Linked DNA regions of Hordeum vulgare: all the other regions are linked to region 1. Evidence: chromatin contacts called from public Hi-C data. All regions are on one chromosome and are shown on one strand. Each heading gives the region's core, a stretch centred on a gene start, on an enhancer-like site or on the middle of the called end of the contact. The rest is flanking DNA. Distances are from core to core; before and after follow the strand shown.

Region 1 (4,187 bases), core at 897-3,396:
AGTTACAAAGATAGAATGAGGAACAATCTTTGCATCTAACGAGTGCACACGCCTACATTTGCATAGACATTTTGAGCAGGTTATGAACTGCAAAGAGCATGATATGACTCCACAGAAGTGCTCAACTCAATGAAGTTTTATTTACAGTCCTTTAACAAGTGCATCTCAATACATTGTACAAGTTTCATGATCAAGACATAAAATGCCCTACGGATTTTGAACAAGTAAATCATAGTGGAATAGATCTTGAGCACCTTTGGGCATGATGCAGTTCCCCATGCCATAGCGGAGATTGCCTGAAAGTAGAGAACATTTAAAATAATTGAAGGACATCGATAACATTGAACTACATAGAAACAAACAATATCTCAAAATATCCTTATACCTGAGCGCCACCAGCTTTTAGTATGTGTGTAACACCAGCTTTCTTGGCACAGTACAAAACCTCCTGCACAAAATAGGAATAATGTTCAGATTTCTTCAATTTCACCTTACAAAAACAGCAGCATTTCCATGCCCCACAAAGCGTACCTTACATATGCTACCATCACGACTAGGGGGTGTGGCAAGAACTACAGTTTTGCATCCAGCAATCTGCGCAGGCTGTTAAAAAAGAGAATCCACATGAGAAATTTAAGACAATGAATAACTGCAGGTATCTTAGTATAGAGTATTTGAATAAACATGAGCATACCACAGCAAGCATCAATGCAGTTGAAGGCAAGACTGCAGTGCCCCCTGGAACATACAGCCCGACAGAACCAATGCATCTAGTTATCCTTTTACATCTCACACCCTTCACAAATAAGCATAAGCATATAGAAAGGCCAAAACGTAAATGGGGGCATCAAAGCATCTCTTATTCTCTTACTTTCATATTCTCCACTGTCTTTTCTGGCGACTTTTGTGAAACATGGAAGGCATAAATATTGTCATATGCCACATCAAAGGCTTCCTTCACAGCTGGATCAAGCTGCAAATTTGATGAAGGTAAGACAGCCAAAATCATCTAGCAAATGAAAAAAAAACATCTGAATCTGGACACAAAATATACTGACATCAGGTGTACTTATTTCTAAGGATTAGAAACATCTGAACGCAAGTAGATAAAACCTAGAATGGAATGGCGAGCTGCAACTGAAGAAATAAGGAACCAAACAAGCCATGTATGATATATCAACATGGCATGTGGAGAGAAAAAACTGAAAATTATCTGCTTGTGACTTCGGTTAAATTAACAAGACAAGTGCAGAACGTAAATGCACATCACAAGATGGGTACCTCTGCATCTGGGAGATCCCTAACACGCACAACAGCATTATCGAGAGTGACCTTGTCAAACTTTTCTGTATAACTGAACAGACCATGTACAACAAAGTAAGAAAAGTTCTGCAATAGGCCATGAACAGAACGTTCAAACAGTACACAACACTTACTCCTTAACCGCAGCATCACCTCTGGCTCGCACATCTTCAACAATCGGATTCACCTAATCCCACAAATCAAAATCCCATGGATGTCAGACTAGGGCACAATTTCAACTCCATACCCATGAATAACCTCACTATTATCTTACCGTGCTGAAAATGGAGGTGAAATCAATGCGAGGGCGCGCCTTGAGGCCGCTAACCTCGGCATCGCTGAGATCGGACAGCCTATAGGACTTCATCGCGCAGCTAACACCCAACACTGAAACAACCAAGTAGGCAAATTACAGTCCAGAGAATCTTATCCAACTAGCTTAGGAACCAAAGGCTAACAACAACAGAATACGCAAGTCAAAAGCTCGCACCTTTGGATTTGGGGACCCCGGAGGAGGCAAGACAGAGCCGGTAACCGCGACCGAGGCTGGTACCGCCGGCGAGCTGAGGCGGAGCGCGCAAGCTGCCCATCAACAGAGCCCGATTCAATTCTGTTTCTGGGGCGTTGGAGAATCAGAAGCATGGGGGAAGATACGCTATGGTTAAGCCGAACGGAAGGTAGGGAGACGAACCGAAACCAAACGGCGGCGGTGAAGGGTTTCTACGGCCGGCGGCAAAGCGACGCTGTGAAGGAGGTCGCCGATGTCCGTGACCGTGGTCTACTGTGCTGAGTGCTCCGGCAAAGGAGGCGCCGTCTCAAGGGATGGGGAAAACGAGAGAGTGGCGGCGCTGGATAGGCCGTAGGTGGCGATGCTTATTTTGATGGGCCGAGCCTAGGCGGCCCGAGTGCTGCCACACACATTTGCAGTTCGGACGGTGGGCTCAACATCTTGGCTCAATCCGGTTGCAAAAACACACTTAAAAATAAGGGAAAAGATTACCATCACCTGGCGGATCGTAGCGTCCCATCCGTCACCTTTCTTGCATGACACACATTCAAGTGAGGACCATACCATCATTCGTCGGACGCGTTGGTGCAACATGGAGTATGTTTTTAAAATATATACGGTGTTGCAATTATTTACAACAGGTTTATGTTTTGCAATAAAATCTTTGTTATGAATTTTTTTATAACAAGACCTCGGTTGTAAAAAAATATCTGCAACAAAAATCTAAGTTATAATTCTTTTATAACAAAACAGTTGTTGCAAAAAAATCTGCAACAAGAAAAATGTTGCAGATATAATTTTGCAACAAGACCTGTGTTGCAATGATTAAGATGCGGCTCGCTCGATGCGGGAAATCTAACTGCTCGCGAGCTGGCTAATATTTCAAAAAGATCAGCCAATGAAGGTGTAACACGCCCCTAAAAATAAATCATTTTTGCTATAAATGTTTTAAAATGTAGTCTTGAAATATAGGAGTGGGGCATTTTCAAGACCGAGCTACACGGAGGCCTTGATTTTTCTATTTTTTAAAATTCAAATTTTTTTAGTTTCAAAAAGATCTGGAGAAAATACACAGGTATACAAGGATGCAATGTGTATGTGTGTAAATTTTCAGATCAAATAACTTCAATTGTAAGCTGCGCAAAAAAACATGGACTTTGAAGATGAACAATGCATATGCTAAAAAGCCCGGATTTACTTTTGTATAGCTCCCATTGAACGTATTTTCACCTGAAAATTTACACACATCTACATCATCTCTCTAGGTTTGAACTATTTTTTTGGCTAAAAATTTACACACATCTACACCTACATCAGTCTAAAAAGCCTGCAATTTTTTCAGAATTTTTCCAAACTATTTTTTTGAGTTTGAAGTTTCATATTAAAACCTCCATGAAGTTCGGCCTCCATTTGGAATTTTCATAAAAGAAAAAAACCTTATAAAATATTGAAATGGGTGAAAACTGACTGATACAAAAGATACATCTACAACATTTTGCGGTGTTTACCCTAACACAATATACGGTCTAGGTTTAGGAGAGTGCATTTTTGGAACATGGATACATTGGAGGACTTTATTTTAAATAGTTTAAAAATCAGATTTAAATTTTCAATGAATAAATCCGAACAGAATTCTACATGATCATATGATTGGATATTATACATGTGTAAAGTTTGGTGATGAAACAAGTAAACATGTGAGCTATACAAAAATGACAAAAAGACAATTTCTTAATAGTGAATAATACATGCATTGTTCATCTTTTTAAATTCATGATTTTATCATTTCTGTGTAACTCACATGGTTACTTGTTTCATCATCAAAATTTTCACATGTGTAACATACATACATATGAACATGTGAAATTGTTTTTAGAATTTTTTGAAACATCAAAATACCATTTTGACACTATTCAAAATAAAGGGCTCCAATGCACCCGTCCATCAAAGTGACTTTTTGCTAGGTTTAGGCTCTTTTTGGCATCGTCACAAAAATAGCCCCATTTCAAACAAGTCTTAGTGGAATATTTACAATTTTTCTCATAGAGTTTACTAGACTCGCAATTATTAAAAAATGTTTTATCTCTGCTCCTAGACATCAACCAACAACCCGCTTTCTTCCCCATAGGAAATATCCATTGTTGCTTTCTCATAATATCTATAGCCAGATTTGAAAAATCCAGCACCTCAAACTTCCGTGGACCCGTTCAGGCATTTGCGCGGAGGCATCTAAACAACCCCTCATATCTCGGACCCGACAACCATATACCTCAAATCGGAGTCTCAAATCCATGAAAATTTATGCATGTCCATCATACATGCTAATGCATCACATAAATAGCAAATGTTGGTACCAAAAAATACATAGTTCTTATAT
Region 2 (4,330 bases), core at 851-3,350, 560 kb before region 1:
TTTCGTCAAATTTGCTGCAACCATGTGTTATTTTGATACAAATGTTTTTCATGCAGTTTTTTTTTCTCGTCTAAATTTATTGCAACCAGCGTTCATATTTGCTACAAGCGTTTTTTAGTTACTACATTTGTTCAGTAAAAAACTGCATATATGTTTAGTTGTAACTCGAGTTTGTTGAATTTTTGCTGCAACCGGCGTTTTGACTTTTGCTATAACTATGTTATTTTTTGCTACAACCGGCATCATTTTTTGCTGCAACCGTTCATTAAAAAAGTTGTATACACGTCACGTAGATATTTTGCTACAACTGGCGTTTGACTTTTGCTATGACGCATCATCTTCTTCGATTTTGCTACGATCACGTAGATATTTTTTTTGATACAATTATTTTTATTGTTGCAATCGTTAACAAAAATTGCTACATAATCATCGAAATTTGTTGCATTAAAAAAATATATTGCATGAAAATCTAACAACACGCCCATCTACAGCTGGCAAATCGGGCGGCCTGCGCGCGGCCGGCGCGCCCGCGCAGAGCATCGCCCTAAGGTCTAATCAGCTCAACTGGCACTATTACACGTACTGTGACACGACAAGAAAAATGAAGAACGCGATTAATTACTCGATGGCGATTAAATTAACTCGATCGAATCCAATCAAGAAGACGAATAAGCCGACGATGAATCGGATGAGGCAACGCCGGCAGCCATAGGTGTCATGTCCATGGGGTAGCTCCCGAGCACGCGCAAGAATGACGTGAACTCCTGCACCTCAGCAAGTGCATTCTGCACGCGCGGGTCGGCGAGGGAGGCCTGGAAGTCCACGTAGAACATGTACTCGAACTGCTTCGGGGCGGTGCCGCTGCCGGCATCGTCGGCGGCAAGGCGGATGGGCCGGTGAGGCCGGCTGTCGATCTTGGTGAGGCTGATGTCACGGAAGGCGAAGGCGGATAGCACCTTGAAGAGCACGGAGGTGCCCTCCTTGTCGTGCGCGAACACGATGCTCGTCTTGAAGGGGAGGTCCATGCGCGGCACGATGGGCTCCCTGGCTAGCATCACGAACCGCGTGACGTTGCCGGAGTCGTCCTGGATGCCGTCGGCGAGCACCTCCATGCCGTACAGCTCGGCGGCGCGGGAGGACGCGATGGCGGCCGTGTCGCGGAGGCCGTTGGCGGCCACGTACTCGGCGGCGCCGGCCGTGTCGTCGAAGGCCTCGCGGGCAGCGTTGAGACCGGCCATGCGGGTGAGCGTGTGCTCGCACTGCGCCAGCGCCTGCGGGTGGCTGATGACGCGGGTGACGTCCTCCTTGCGCACGCCCGGGAGCGCGAGGAGGCAGTGGTGCACGGGGAGCTGCACCTCGCCGACGATATGCAGGCGGTGCCGGAGCAGGAGGTCGTAGTTGCGGTGGATGCTTCCTCCCAGCGAGTTCTCCACCGGGAGCACGGCGCGGTCTGCGATCCAGTTCTCGACGGCCTGGAACGCCACCTCGAACTGGTCGCACGGGATGGCGTCGGAGCCCGGGTACGCCTTTACGGACGCCTTCTCGCTGTACGCGCCAGGCATGCCCTGGTAGGCCACGCGCAGCTCCGAGCCGTGCATGGGCGCCGGGGACAGGTCCGCGATCCGCAGGGGCGCCGGCAGGTTGCGTGCGCTGCCATTAATAGTCTTCACAGGGTCCAAATCCAGCACCGCGCCGTTCGAAGCCGCCGCCGCCGCCAGCGCGAGGTGGCCGTTGGTGGAGTGGGGGGCGAGCGCGGCCACCTTGCTGGAGAGCACCGCACAGCTGGTCAGCCACTCCGTCCTGTTCCCGACGACGGCGCCCTGCAGCGAGCTCCTCACCACGACACTGCCCCTCCTCGGAGCACGCCCCTGTAGATTCGGACTCTGCCCAATGGGCGGCTTGACAATATTCACGACAGCCATGCCAATTAGCTCTTCCTCCTCTGTTGCTATTTGCTGGTAACTAACGAGAAAACTGAAACTGGTTGCTGGAGCAGCTTCAAAAGCGAGAAGCTGAGAGGGGAATGGGTTATGGAAGGGCATAATATAGGCAGGCGGCGCTTTGTCTTAGTCTGGGTCTCTGGTCCTTTGTTTATTCCAATGATTCATCAACCGACTCATGGGCTGATGGCCCTCGCGTGAGCCGTGACAACGTCTGTGTTATTCCGGTGATTCAATCCACTTGCACCCCGTGCCAATGCATGTGCCCTGCTTCCAGGAAAAAGGATAAACCATTTATAATTCAGGCATACCCCACGTTTTGGTCGATGATCCCCGCGTTTGTGCATACGTTTGCTCCGGTGTAGAATCATGTAGTGTTCTGACTTGAATATACCTGTAAACCACACTGAGCTTCAAACCAGTTTGGCGTTTCTGTTTCGGAAAATATAATTTTGGAGGCGTTGTGTGTTTTAGTCTTAGAGAATGAAGGATCACAAGTTGTTCAATTGTAGCACATGGGCGATGTTAATTCTTTTTGTTATAGACCGAGTTTAGGTTTGACCACTTATGTTAATATCACTCGACCTCTTAATTCAACAATTGCAGCTTGATTCCAGCCTTACATCAGGTACCGAATTGATTTAGTCAAAATGGTATCACAACGACGTGGCACCAATCTCACACACTTTACACGCAAAATGAAAAACCGAAGAAAATTGTTAGAGCAAGTCCAACAACCTTGTCCTCCTCGTCGCCACCTATTCTTCTACCCCGAGCCATGCCCGATCTAGAAAGGAGGGGTGGGACTGCAGCGAGGAGGTTGAAGAAGATGGTGGCACGAGAAGGATTGGAGGACGACGAGGAGGTTGAGGAAAATGGTGGTGCGGGGGAGATCAGAGACGTCGGCGTGATGGTAGATATAACAATAGTCGATGAAAAAAACAGAGTGCATGAGCGAAACATACAGATACAAAGATCCAGAGAGATTGAGGTGAGCATTGTGTGCGTATATTTGATTATGTAAATTACTGATTTGTATCAAATTATATTGTGTAGATATTGTGTCAAAACTAGTGGAGAGGGAAACTTAGAGACTGGGTTGGAGTACACAAAGAGATAATTGGGAGTATTATTTAGTCCATGCACTCAAATGAGAATTGGATGAGGGTTATTCGATGATTGAGTTGCACTTGTTCTTTAAATTCTCTTTCAACAAATCACAAAAAGTCAATAGAAATAAAATATTTCATTTAAAGAAAAATGGGAAGGCAAGGAAATATTACTCCCCTCATTCTCATATACAAGGCCACTATAAAAAATATATTTTGCATCTATATAAGACCACTAACAATAGTCAAGGCAAAAAATAATGGTATTTCCTCGGAGTAGCAACTTATTTAATACTTGCATACATATTGTCGTAATGACACTTAGCTTCTTTCTTCTCTTTTTTTTCCTTGCATGCATGTGGCATACTCCCTCCTTACACATGTGTTGGGCACCTAAGAAGGAGCACTGCAATCTAGGCACAAAAAGATTGGGCTAAGTAAATAATTCAAATCATAAAGAAAGCCAATCACCATCCAAGTCTCTCTTTACAAAACATTACAATAAACCAAACAATAATAGCTGGCACGGTTTGGCTAACCCATGAATTTAAATTTATAACATGCAACCAAACCCCACACGAGAGTAATTAATAGGATCAAGTTTAAGGCTGGCCATAGTGGGAGTAACTTAGGTAGTATCATGTACTTGGGAATAGCAAACATGCTGATGTGGCACACAATTAAAGAAGAAAGAGAGGGTTAGAGTAACATAGGTAGATACCGTAACATGTTAAATGCTATGCTACTATGTGTCATGCATGTCAATAAATGAGGTCATGTATGATACTAATTTATAATACTATGCACTATGAATGTTGTATCATACAATAGTATCATATGCATGATACTACTATATGATACTCCCCACTATGGTCAGCCTAGGAGGAGGAGGATTGCATGAGCTGGTCCAACGTTTTTCAAGAAAGGGTTAATTACAAATATTAATGCATGTATAATGACATAGGCGACTTATATTTTTGGAATTTCAGAATTCTCTTAGGTTCCCAATGCACGTGGATGGAGGGAGTATTAATGATCTCGGTTAATGAAAAGAAAAATTAGTTTGCAAAGCAACCATTAATTTTTACAATATTTACCTTGATACGTGTAACTTGAGTTTGTGGCCTTATATAAGGAATGGAGGGATTATCGTAATTACCATTGGTGTCTCTAATATTTTTTATAGTTTATGAGTTTTTTTATTCACTAGTTTTCCTATAATGTGTTTAATTTCCTCCTTTGCTACATTTCATTGGCTTCACTTTTTAAGCTCGTATTTAT
Region 3 (4,586 bases), core at 813-3,312, 880 kb before region 1:
GACCAACAACGCCTTACTGAATGCAATTTGTTAACTTTGCTGTGGCCTCCTGAACCCTGATATATGTAGCCATGTAGGCATGCAGTCCCAGTCTGGCATTCTGACCTCCTGAACCCTAATGAGTTGCTGCTGAGATTTGTAAACGAAATGCGAGAGACAATTTCAGATGTTCTTTCAATCTTTCGTTAGATGTCTGGTGTTGTGACGGTTAAGTAAATTGAGTACATTCGTCGATTTTGACCCAGAAGAATGTGCCGACGGTGGCATCTGCAACTGATGCCGGCACAATCTCTTCTTCACGCAAGAAGGGGGGATTCAGAGCAGCTAGTAGCACGCACGTAGTTTCCTTCCCACTTGCCCACTTGCATATGTGATCCATACAGGTCAATCTCCTCTACTGACTAGTACTTGCATCCATAATCAGATAGTACAAAATTCAATAATTACACATTTCTGTATGTAGTGTAGTCTATAACAATCTTAATTGCCCGGACGTGGTCTCGGGAACTGTCCTAATCACGCATCTGATATTCGTACTATCTGAATCTGCGTGGCGTGGCCGAGCCGAGTGGATCGTGACGTTTCCGCCTAAACAATGGGATACTATCAGGCACCAGCACGCTACGGTCTTATCCTCTGAAACAATTCGAGAAATGGACTGAGGGTGGGCAGTGATCATCATGGATGATGACGCGCTACATGGTCGGCCAGAACGGCATGTAGCGCAGCCAAGCCGGCGGTTCGCCTGCTGACGTAGGCGCCTCCCCGGCGTTCCTGACACCGCTTGCTCCGGCAGAGGAGCAGGAAGATGAGGAGGTCTGGATGGCGGCCGAGGAGGACCTCGGGCACAGGAAGAAGCTCCGGGACCCTAGCTCCATCACCTTCTCCCTCGGGTCCAAACCTAAGCAATGAGTCCAAAACATTTTACATGATCAGTGGATGATCCTTCTCTTATCTTACTGAATGATGCAGATGATGCTCACTAAATGATCACTGGTTGTTGTCACCGACTTGACGCTCTCAGTGGGGCTATTAGCGATTTGGGTTGACTTTCCACACTTTGATAGTTCTGTGGTGTGGTGTGCAATTCTGGGATGAAAAATGCAGAGGGTACCGTGGTCTTGAGATGCAACAAACTTACTTTCCAAGCTGAACTGGGAGTAGTGCAGGCCGAAGGTGGACGGGTCGGTCGATGGCAGCAAGGGCCGCCTGCCCTCCTTGACGTAGATCCCCACGGCGGCGGCCACGAGGTCCGCCACGCTCCACTCCGCCGACGCCATGACGTTCAGCGGCCACAGGCTCCTCTGCACGGTCACGTTCACCAGCACCTTGCTCGGCGTCCTCCGGACCGCCAGCGGCTCGCCGTCGTCTGCGGCCCGGAAGTTCCTGCCCCTCACGCCGGCGAGCAGGTCCGGCTGCGTCTTGGGCCTCTGCTTTGCCAGCTGGTGCCGCTGCTCCGTCCCGCGCCCGTGGAACGACGCCGACCGCTGCCCCGGGCCTCGCAGCAGCTGCCCTCCTGCCTCCTGCCTTTGCCGGTCGCCGGAGCAGCTCTTGTCGAAGGAAGGCGCGTGAGGAGGCATCGCCCGTGCTGGCGGTGACCGGCAAGCGCTGCCGCAGAACAGCTCCAAAGTCCAAACACCCGGGCGATCAGACGGCGCGCGCAAGGATCACGGCTGCCGGCGGCAAGGTGCACGGGAGCCGGACGCGGAGGTTGTCCATGCAGAGCAGAGCATGCCGTGTGCAGCTGCAGCTGATCCTATGGCCATATAAGAACCAGCCGAGACGAAGGCGAAACAGGGCACAATTAAAGCAAGGAGAACCGAATTTTCAAAGGCGAGGAGCACAATCGAAGCCAGAAGCAACTGGGAAGTGACTTGTACCCGAGAAAAGGTGAGATGAGAACGGCACGGCAGATATACACATGGAATCATTGTAACCTGAGGTGATTGGCCTGTCAATTATTGAAGCATGACTGCCTCTCCTCCACAAATTAAGTATATACATTTATATTTCTTTATTGGTGTTGCTAGAACTCAGCTAGCTGAGTTTTTAGTGTGGCCTCGTTCACCACGTCAGCTACCGTTGGATGGTACTTTACTTCATGACCAGTAAGCATGCACGTGCAACGCACGAATAACCGTACATCGAAAATTTCCTGCTCATAATTAACAAAAATCACACATCCAATGCAATCAACATGGTGAATTTCTTAGTAAAGAACATATGGGATATTTATTGTCTGTATACTCCCTCCGTGCCTAAATATACGTCTTTTATGCACTACATACGAATGCATATAGACATTTTGATCCATATGTTATTTATATTTGAAAATTTAAAAAGATTTATAATTAGGAATGGAGGAAGTAGTCAAAATAGAATCAAATATTCTATATTGTACAAATAAACATGGTAGACACGGAAAAGGTAAAAAAAGAAAAATAAGAACATACTCCCGGTATAAAAAAAACCTCACCCACTCTCGTTATAAAAAATAACCTCACAATTTCATGAAAAAAGAAAAACCTCACAATCTCACCCACCTCGTTATAAAAAAAAAACACCCGAACCACCCACTCCCCCTCCCCCCACCCGACCCCTCCACACAATCTCACCCACTCCCGCCTCATCCGCCTCGCGCTCCCGGAGCTGCTCCGTGTCCGCTCCGTCGCCCGTCCCCTGTCCCACCTCATCTCCTCCCCGGACTTCCGCCGCTTCTACCACCTATCCTCCGTCTCGTCCGGCCCCGCCCCGGCCGCCGCGTGGCTCCTTGTGTTCAAGAAGCTCCCGCCCCGCGGCGCCGCGCTACGGGGCTTCCACGGGCCGTCCGGCCGCTGGTTCCGCATCGCCGTCTCGGACATCATCTCCCCCGTCGTGCCCCCGGGGGAGGTCCTCTACTTCCTCGGTGCCTCTGGCAGCTCCTTCCGGTTCGCCGCCAACGGCCGCCGCGAGCTCGTGGTGGTTGACCTCTCGGTCCAGTCGGCCCGGCAGCTCCTTCCTGTTCGCCGCCGCCGCTCCCCTACCGTCCGTGTTCCTCTCTCAAGGCCACCGAAGCTCATGGCGCAGAGGGCCGCGGGCGCGCTTCTCCGGCGGCCCCTGGGGCTCGCGCCGCCCACAGCCCCGTGGGCCCTGAGCACCAGCGACGCAGCCGCGGAGGGAGAGGCGGCATGGTGCATACACCGCGGTGCGGCCCGAGTGGATCTGTGTAACATCCCAATTTTCCTAATTGGGAATGTTTTACATTGTAGCTAAGCATCTATGCATGTTGATTGAAATAAATTTAGCACGTGAAGTTCCTTCGTCTTTTTTTGGTTTTGCATTTCCATTTTTCCTCGCGCGAGAAAATGCCCGGAGAAAATACTCTCTTGCACGCAAGAGAGAGAGCGGAGGAAAATGACCCTCCAAAGTGCGAGCAAATGTTTGAAATATTGGAGCCAAGAAAACCCAAAGATTATTTGCAAAAAGAAATAAAGCAAATTTGGAAATTTCTGAAAAAACATTTTTTAAAGTTTTTATTTTTGCTTTGGAAAAATGTTATTCGGGTAGAGAATATTTTTCTGATTTTTTTGGTATATAATACCCTATATTAATATTTTGATTTATTTCCTTTTTATTCGTTTTTATTTTCTGTCTCGGAAAAAGTTAGAAATAGGAAAGGACTTTTTCTTTTCTTTAGAAACCGCCGCCCCCGAGCGCCTTATAGCCTGGGCCGAAATCTCCTGTCCTGGGATCTGAATCCCGTAAATATCGGCCGCCCGCCCCACTCTCCACCGCCTCCCTCTCTATGGCCAGTGGACCCCACCACCCGAGCCTTCTCTCCCGTCGGTCACCACCTTCCTCCCCTTCCTATTCTACTGCTCGAGGCCAAGACCGAGCCAAGCTCGGGATTTCCTTCCCTGATCTTCTCTACTCCTTCCTTAGCCCACCCCTCCCGTGGCCTATATAACACCCCACCCGAGCCGCCCCCGTTCCCACCATCGCCGCCACCCCGCCCCGTCCCCTCGCCGCCCAAGCCCGCCCGCCGGAGCAGCAGCACTGCCACCTTCGGCCCTGGAGCAGCGCCACCCCGTCAGTCGCCCCTCTCCCCCGAGCGCCTCCCTCGAGGAGGAGGACTGCCCCGCCGCCGCCGCCCCATCCCCTCCAACGCCCCGGAGCCCCCTCCTCCCCCTCGCCGGCGACGTCACCATCTTCTTCTTGCCGGAGCTACTCCACAGCACGGTAGCTCTCCTCTACTTTCTGTTGTTTTATTTTTTTCGTTTATAGCCCTTAGATCTTAGTTGGATGGTTTAGATTTGATCTAGGGATAACTCTTCGGTTTAGTTTAGAAAACCAACGGTTTTATTTTCACTTATGATTTAACCAGTGAATTTTGTTAAGCCTAGGCCGTTTGCTCCTAGCCATGCAACAAACAGCACCCGCAGCCAATAGTAACAGGCCACGTGTACCCTCCCTTTAGTACTAGTTAGCTTTATATTTTTCTGTCTATATTACAAAAACAGAAAGTTTCTGTTTTGTTTTGGCCACAACTTTTGATCCCGAAGTCCAATGACATTGATTCTTTTTCCAGTAGCTCAAAAATTTCCTGT

What was found. A called contact is a pair of places that touch in the nucleus more often than the background predicts.
Region 2: a contact with region 1 is called in a Hi-C map of seedling, with 4 times the contacts expected there. The contact joins the promoter of LOC123430245 here to the promoter of LOC123426635 in region 1. A contact is called at or near these places in 3 of 6 Hi-C or Micro-C datasets (leaf and seedling) and 1 of 1 datasets of contacts at active chromatin or transcription factors (embryo).
Region 3: a contact with region 1 is called in a Hi-C map of seedling, with 4 times the contacts expected there. The contact joins the promoter of LOC123426632 here to the promoter of LOC123426635 in region 1. A contact is called at or near these places in 2 of 6 Hi-C or Micro-C datasets (leaf and seedling) and 1 of 1 datasets of contacts at active chromatin or transcription factors (embryo).

What each region holds. Positions count from the first base shown.
Region 1 is chr2H:455,445,491-455,449,677 of MorexV3_pseudomolecules_assembly, forward strand. LOC123426635 (histidinol dehydrogenase, chloroplastic) reads right to left here and starts at 2,147. Exons shown (of 15, transcript XM_045110496.1): 1 at 1,994-2,147; 2 at 1,793-1,918; 3 at 1,577-1,689; 4 at 1,437-1,489; 5 at 1,282-1,354; 6 at 872-973; 7 at 695-796; 8 at 532-603; 9 at 386-448; 10 at 255-296. The coding sequence starts at 1,892.
Region 2 is chr2H:454,890,052-454,894,381 of MorexV3_pseudomolecules_assembly, forward strand. LOC123430245 (arogenate dehydratase/prephenate dehydratase 6, chloroplastic-like) reads right to left here and starts at 2,101. Exons shown (of 1, transcript XM_045114120.1): 1 at 423-2,101. The coding sequence starts at 2,042. The coding sequence ends at 657.
Region 3 is chr2H:454,562,702-454,567,287 of MorexV3_pseudomolecules_assembly, forward strand. LOC123426632 reads right to left here and starts at 2,063. Exons shown (of 2, transcript XM_045110491.1): 1 at 1,142-2,063; 2 at 379-901. The coding sequence starts at 1,580. The coding sequence ends at 696.